2 separate regions of the Mus musculus genome follow, and region 2 is linked to region 1. The links are chromatin contacts, called in public HiChIP or PLAC-seq maps. All regions are on one chromosome and are shown on one strand. Each heading gives the region's core, a stretch centred on a gene start, on an enhancer-like site or on the middle of the called end of the contact. The rest is flanking DNA. Distances are from core to core; before and after follow the strand shown. Region 1 overlaps Lrrc8a (leucine rich repeat containing 8A VRAC subunit A). Region 2 overlaps Nup188 (nucleoporin 188).

What was found. HiChIP or PLAC-seq counts read pairs in DNA pulled down with a chosen protein or histone mark.
Region 2: an HNF4G HiChIP or PLAC-seq map of pancreatic cancer cells shows a contact between it and region 1. The contact joins two enhancer-like sites. A contact is called at or near these places in 1 of 39 promoter capture datasets (macrophages), 1 of 484 Hi-C or Micro-C datasets (nephron progenitors), 2 of 115 datasets of contacts at active chromatin or transcription factors (embryonic stem cells and pancreatic cancer cells) and 2 of 9 other capture datasets (adipose tissue and pancreatic islet).

The regions. Positions count from the first base shown.
Region 1 is chr2:30,250,303-30,253,665 of GRCm38.p6, reverse strand. The region is part of intron 2 of Lrrc8a (leucine rich repeat containing 8A VRAC subunit A); the gene reads right to left. Among named protein-coding and RNA genes, the nearest start is that of Lrrc8a, 14 kb to the right of the region's middle. Within about 2 kb of position 1,790, at least 219 of the 459 cell types and tissues checked have an H3K27ac peak or open chromatin away from gene starts, as enhancers often do. A contact at or near this core is called in pancreatic cancer cells, where this site is marked.
Region 2 is chr2:30,317,660-30,321,022 of GRCm38.p6, reverse strand. The region is part of intron 15 of Nup188 (nucleoporin 188); the gene reads right to left. Among named protein-coding and RNA genes, the nearest start is that of Gm39780, 20 kb to the right of the region's middle. Within about 2 kb of position 1,567, at least 8 of the 459 cell types and tissues checked have an H3K27ac peak or open chromatin away from gene starts, as enhancers often do. A contact at or near this core is called in pancreatic cancer cells, where this site is marked.

The DNA.
Region 1 (3,363 bases), core at 541-3,040:
GCTTTTTCACCGACTTCTGGTTCGCCATCTGAGATAGGGTCTCTAGCATCAGGCTGGCCTCAGACTCATCCAGCACATACGGTGCCAACGGTGACCTTAAGCTTCTGGTCCTGTCTACTCCCTAATCCACCACACTCAGTTTATGTGCTGCTGAGGACCAGGCCACAGACTTCCTGCATGCTGCACAGGAGCTGCATCACCACCCCATTTTAAAAAGTGAAATTGAGCTTTTATGATCAGAATCTAGTTCTCACACCGAATGTTACGTATCGTGTCAGATAGGTCTCATTCTCTCAGAGAGGAGTGGAGCACCCTGCCAGGGACCTCCTGTGTTTTCACACTGATCTTGATGATGGCAGTAGGGACAGGTTCTCCGTGGTGATCCTCTCCGCAAAGGCCAAGGGCTCCCCACCAGTCTCTCGAGGTCACCTGTGTGAGGTTGGAGGCCCTGTGCATTTAGTACAAGTGGCAATAGCCACAGCACAGGGCAGGCTCCTCCCACACCGGCTCTAGTGCACTCTCTGCTGTCTTCTTTAACCGATTTCGTGGACAGAAAAACAGAGATTCTGGGAGGCCAAACACCTGCCCAATGTCACGTTTTATCAAGTAAGACATCAGCCCACTCCTAGCTAAGCTTAGGCTTCACTGCTCTATTGAGTTTGCCCTCCTCCTGCCTGAGGTCCCATGCACAGGAGGTGCCGGATACTTGTGGTGTTTAAGAGACTATTGCAAGTATTCAGGGTCCCCACTCCTAGGTTCCCATTGTTTAGGTCGCCTCAGGGCCAGCAGACACTAACACCTGCCCTAGGCCAGCAGCCACCAAGCCAGCTAGCTCTCCTGGTGAGGCCTGGATTCTTGGGCCAGGATGAGTGCCTACCTCACAGGAAGGCCCCAGCCCCCTAATGACCAGCTGGCTCTGTACACCACCCACACTCCTGGGAGAGAGGGGCACAGGCGTGCGGTGGGGAGGGCTGGCTGAATCACACAGCTGACTTTCAGCAGGGAACTATTTTTCCTGGCTCCAAGGCCTCATCCAAGGTAGCCAAAGACTGGAGAAGGGGACAGGAAAGATTTAGGACCTAAGGGAATGAGATACCCTGTCTCACTCCTGGGAGGTGTGAGACAGGTGACTGGTTGTGACAGACAGACAGACAACTAGGATCAAGTCAGTTTCTGGCTGTGACTTCCATTTCACAGTACTTTTTAACTTTGATTTCTGGTGGAAAGTTGAGCCTGTCAGTTCATGAAATATATCCAGCCTCCTATCGAAAGACGAGCTCAGCTGTGCTGCCCAGCAAAGTAGTGGTCAGGGCCCAAGACGCAGAGGAAGCAGCCCAGGCTCTGAGCAGTAAGACCTGGTAGCTCCCTTGGAAAGGAGACGCTCCTATCCATTCACGGTATCCACCTGCTCCCATCCCATCTCAAAGCACATTCTGGGTGCTATGTAGCCCTTAGCTGGGCTCTGTGAGGGTAATGAACATCCAAAGTGTACCCCACCTCAGGCCAGGTGTGGGCTGATCCCAGAGGAGGCCTGGGCCTGAGAGTGGCTTGTGTAGAGGACAACCCTAACAGCAGGGGTATTACAGGCGCAGTTTGAACTGGCATGGTCTGCTCCCCTCCCCCTCCTGAGCCAGACCAGATGCTTCTCTAGCACACAGTCCACAGCACACAGTGAGTAAGAAACAGAGGCACTCTCACAAAGAGAAGGGTGGGAGTGGGCAGGGATGGGTGTGGATCTGGGTGTGGTAAACCAGCAGTTTCAGGTGGATGTGGCTTGGGTAGAGCCAGCAGGGTGGCCCCTCCCACTTCCTGCCTCAGGGAGGGACTGGAGCTACAGGGAGTGGTGAGGTGCTGTACCCTCCAGCAGCCCAGGGGGCAAGAGAAGTAAGCACCCACACTGGGAGCAGCTCTCCATGCAGAGGCTGGGAACCGGCCCAGTCCAGACTCCACTGTGCTGCCCATGGCGTTCTCGGCTAGCTTTGAGATATGATGAGATAACTACCATAAATGTAACCATTGTGTAACTCCTGTGTCTGGCCAGTGCTGTGAGGTAGAGCTGTGGCTCAGATGTCCCCACTAGCTACTGCACAGCCTTTTTGTCTTACACAACAGAAACTTTGTCATTAAGTGCCTGCCCATCTCCATGGACCCCATGGTTCTAAGTCTCTCTGGGATCATACAGCACTGCCCTGCTTAAGAGGACACTGGAGTAACAGGCGGTTGTAAGTCACTTCATATGGGAACCAAATGAAGGCGCAAGAGCCTTAGCCACTAGGCCATTTCCATCTTTCTTTTCTTTTTTTTTCCTTTTTTCTTTTTCTTTCTTTTCGGTTTTTCAAGACAGGGTTTCTCTGTATAGCCCTGGGTGTCCTGGAACTCACTCTGTAGACCAGGCTGGCCTGGAACTCAGAAACCCACCTGCTTCTGCCTCACAAGTGCTGGGATTAAAGGTGTGTGCCACCACCGCCGGGCCTTTCTTTTCTTTTTGAGACATGGTTTCACTATATAGTTCAGATTGACCTTAACTCAGCAATCCTCCTGCTTCAGTTTCCTAAATGCTGGGACTGTAGGTATGCAGCACACACTCTGCTTCTTCCCTAAGGTTCAATATTACCCGCCATGCCCATTTTACACACGGGCATACATGCTCAAGACAGACTACACACCCAGGCACAGTGCAGCCCAGCCAATCCACACCCGGGCCATTCCAATGAGGAGACCTACCTGGCAGCTGTCCTGGACGTGCCTGAGTGAGAAGGGAGAGCAGTGGAAGGATGAGAGAGGTGCATGAGAGGAGGACCTTTCTCTGCAGGCTGTCTAGCTTCTCTGTCTGGAAGGAGTACAGACTCCAGGGAATGTGCCAGGGAGTGTAAAATATGGGTAAAGGATCTGAAAGGCAAGTGACAGAACCCAGTCTTCTGCCCCTCCCCAGACCATTCAACAAGACTGCAGTGGGAAAAATACTACCTCAGTTTCCTAACACAGTCAGGCTACCATGAAAATATGGTGGGACTAAGGCCCTGAGCTCTGCAGAGGAGCAATAGACTGGGGCCAGGCTGGCTCTGCTGCTCTCTAGGAGAGTGAGCTAGGCAGATGGCTTTCCCTTTCTGAGCCCTGACTCCTTCCTGACATAGTGCCACGTTTTAGGCCAGAGCCTGGGGCTGGGGGTGAGGGGAAGGGGAACGAATAGACACCCCACCCAGTGTAGTAAGCTCTCCAGCACTTGCTACTGAAAAGAAAAGTCTGTGGGCGCAGTCACAGAGGAGATGAACAGAGTAAGAGACTAGGGTGAGAGAGAGACAGGGTCCAGCACATAGGAGATGGGCAAGTGGCCAGTGGAATGGGAAGGAATGGGCACTGTCA
Region 2 (3,363 bases), core at 318-2,817, 68 kb before region 1:
ACTGGCAAGCCACCTGCAGGGTTTATATGTGACATAATCTATATGAGACTACAAGCTATCAACACAGCATGCTCTAAGATAACAGTTTCTCTTTAAGATGGAGTGGCATTCCTCTTTACACATATAGCACATGTTCATTTACCTCTCAAATATCCACTCGAAAACTTTTATTTTATACACAGCCTTTTCCCAACCATCTCTTGTTGAGGACTGTGGTTATGAAAATGACACGCTAGTTCCTAAGAGTTCACATGTTCAATGCAGTATTATGTATGAAGGCCTGACGCTGATGCATAATGATTGCAGAGGACCAAAGGGATGAGCGAGGTAGTTGCTGGTCCTTGTAGGAGACAGCAGCAGAGGGCACACAGCCAGGACAGTAGGCTATGCCCCTTTCTCTGTAGTACTGAAGTATGCTCTGCAAAAGTGGCACGTATGGTTAGCCAAGCAGTCATCACCCTGGTGCCAGGAAGGTTTACAGAGCACGTTCATCTTTCAATTTTTTTTTTTTTTTGAGACAGGGTTTCTCTGTGTAGCTCTGGCTGTCCTGGAACTCACTCTGTAGACCAGGTTGGCCTTGAACTCAGAAATCTGCCTGCCTCTGCGTCCGGAGTGGTGGGATTAAAGGCGTGTACCACCACTGCCCGGCGATCTTTAAATATTTTAAGGCAGACCATAAAGACTACCATTTTGACTTAGCTTTGTGGAATATTCTAAAAGCGAGGAGAACTAAACTGGCAAAATAATGTTTGAGTCTTTCCAAATCTTAGCCGTCTACATTGCTGTACAAGCTGTTCTCACCACAGCTGTACACTGGACCACTGCTCTCTGTATAAAGAATACTATTCCACTGAGACGGAGTGGAAGAAGCAACAAGACTCTACTGGGTAGAGCAAGCAATGTACAGAGTCAACAGTGTCTGACAGAATTCCCACTGTAGTGCAGATGGTGATCCTATGATGGTGGTCCTTTTCATGCAGCTTGCTAATCCAGTCTTCGTCCTTTTGAGACAGGGTCTCAATATTTAACCCTGGCTATCCTAGAACTTGCTGTGTAGACCAGGTTGGTCTTGTACTCTGCCTGTCTCTGTCTCTACCACTGTCAGCCCAATTTAAATCTTAACAACCATTCACACAAAACAGGTCATTAGAAGGATTATCTATTTTCTACATCTTTGAGCCTACTAACTTTTTTTGTTTGTTTGTTTGTTTGTTTTTGAGACAGGGTTTCTCTGTGTAGCCCTGGCTGTCCTGGAACTCACTCTGTAGACCAGGCTGGCCTTGAACTCAGAAATCCGCCTGCCTCTGCCTCCCAAGTGCTGGGATTAAAGGCATGTGCCACCATGCCCGGCAAACCTATTAACTTTTAAGTCTGATTTATAATATGACACCAAATAATGTGTAATGGTGACAAGTGAGACCCATCTCCTTTTTGGTGTGTCACCCGAGATAAACTACAGCACTGGAGCAGAGGTGACCCTCCAAACCCACACTGCACATCAGTTCATGGGCCACACATGACTTGGGCAGGAAGTCAGTGTAATCAGCAATGGACTTTCACTTACTTTAACTCTGACATCACTAAGCAAACAATCCCCAAAGTCTCTCCACAAGGTGGAGCTTCCAGGGAGCGTATAGAAAGCACATCTGACAGTATCAGAAGAAAATGTGCATTATTCCGTCCGTGATTTCTACAAGGACTTGTGTGAACACTAAAACTGAGGAGGGCACTTTGGTGCACACCTTTAACTTCTAGCACTCAGGAGGGAGGGTCTATAGGATCTCTGAGTTTGAGGCCAGCCTGGTCTATAGTGTAAGTTCTATGATAGCTAGGGCTATGTAAACAAACAGACACTGTCTCAACACACACACACACACACACACACACACACACACACACACACACACACACACACATAAAACAACCCATCCAAAAAAGATTTTAAATCAAATTTGAAGTGCTAAAACTTGGGCTTGAGCTGGGCATGGTGGCGCACGCCTTTAATCCCAGAACTCGGGAGGCAGAGGCAGGTGGATTTCAGAGTTTGAGGCCAGCCTGGTCTACAAACTGAGTTCCAGGACAGCCAGGGCTATACAGAGAAACCCTGTCTCAAAAAAAAAAAAAAAAAACAAACAAACAAAAAAACAAAACAAAACAAAAAAACTTGGGCTTGAGAGATGGCTCAGTGGTTAAAAGCACTGACCACTCTTCCAGAAGTCCTAAGTTCAAATCCCAGCAACAACATGGAGGCTCACAACCATCTGTAATGGTATCCAATGCCCTCTTCTGGTGTGTCTGAAGACAGCTACTCATGTATTCACATACATGAAATAAATATATCTTAAAAAAAATACTAAAACTAAACACAATATAGGAATATTTCACTAGTATCAACATGTACATACAGAAAACAGCAAAACTGTTTTTCTTCTAGTTTGATATTTGAATTATATGTATATAAAAAGATGGGTGCTCTGAAGAACACTTTAGGGCTGGATCCTATCTCATACTGCATAGACTCTGTGGGAAAAATGTTTAAATAGGAAACCTGAAACCTCCAGTGTTTAAGGGGTGAAAAGTCATTAAGTCAGAATAAACACACACACGCACACACACACACGCGCGCGCACACACTTGCGCGCACATGCTCCCATGTCCTCAGCAGGGCTTTCCTTCAGAAACCAAGCAGTGAGTGTCCTAGCATAAGAGAACATGCTCACAAAACCTTTGGGGTTAGTGTGCCTGCTACTAACACTGTCAACTTGACACAAGCTGGAGTCATACAGCAAGCATCTCAACTGAGACAATACCCCTCTAGCCTGGCCCGTAGGTAAGTCTGTGAGGCATTTTTTGGACTAACAATTGATCTGGAAGGCCCAGCCCACTGTGAGTGGTCTCAGCCCTGGGCAGGTATGAGAATGCAGGCTGAGCAAGCCAAGAGGAGCCAACCAGTAAGCAGAGTTTCTCCATGGTCTCCGTGTCACTTCCTTTGATAATGAACTGGAAGAGAAAACCAGCCCTTGCCTCCCCAAGTTGCTCTGGTTGTATGCTCATCACAGCAACAGAAACACTAGACAGTTAGCAAGAGAAAAGGCCCATGCACTCTAAACATAGCTATGTGGAAGGATGCACATCACACACTTCACTCATCAGTGACGCAGACCTCTGCCCTGTTTACCTTGTTACAGCACAACAGTAACACAGTAAGGGAAACTAGTGATGCAAAAACATTCATTTAAAAAAAAAGAAAAAAAAGGCAGAAGCTCAGTATGAAGTAGGAAAATCATGTATTCTGAGCCAGCGTGGGCTAACAGCAAAACAAGATGCTCTCAAAACAATCAAGCAGTCGGGAGTGGTGGTGTA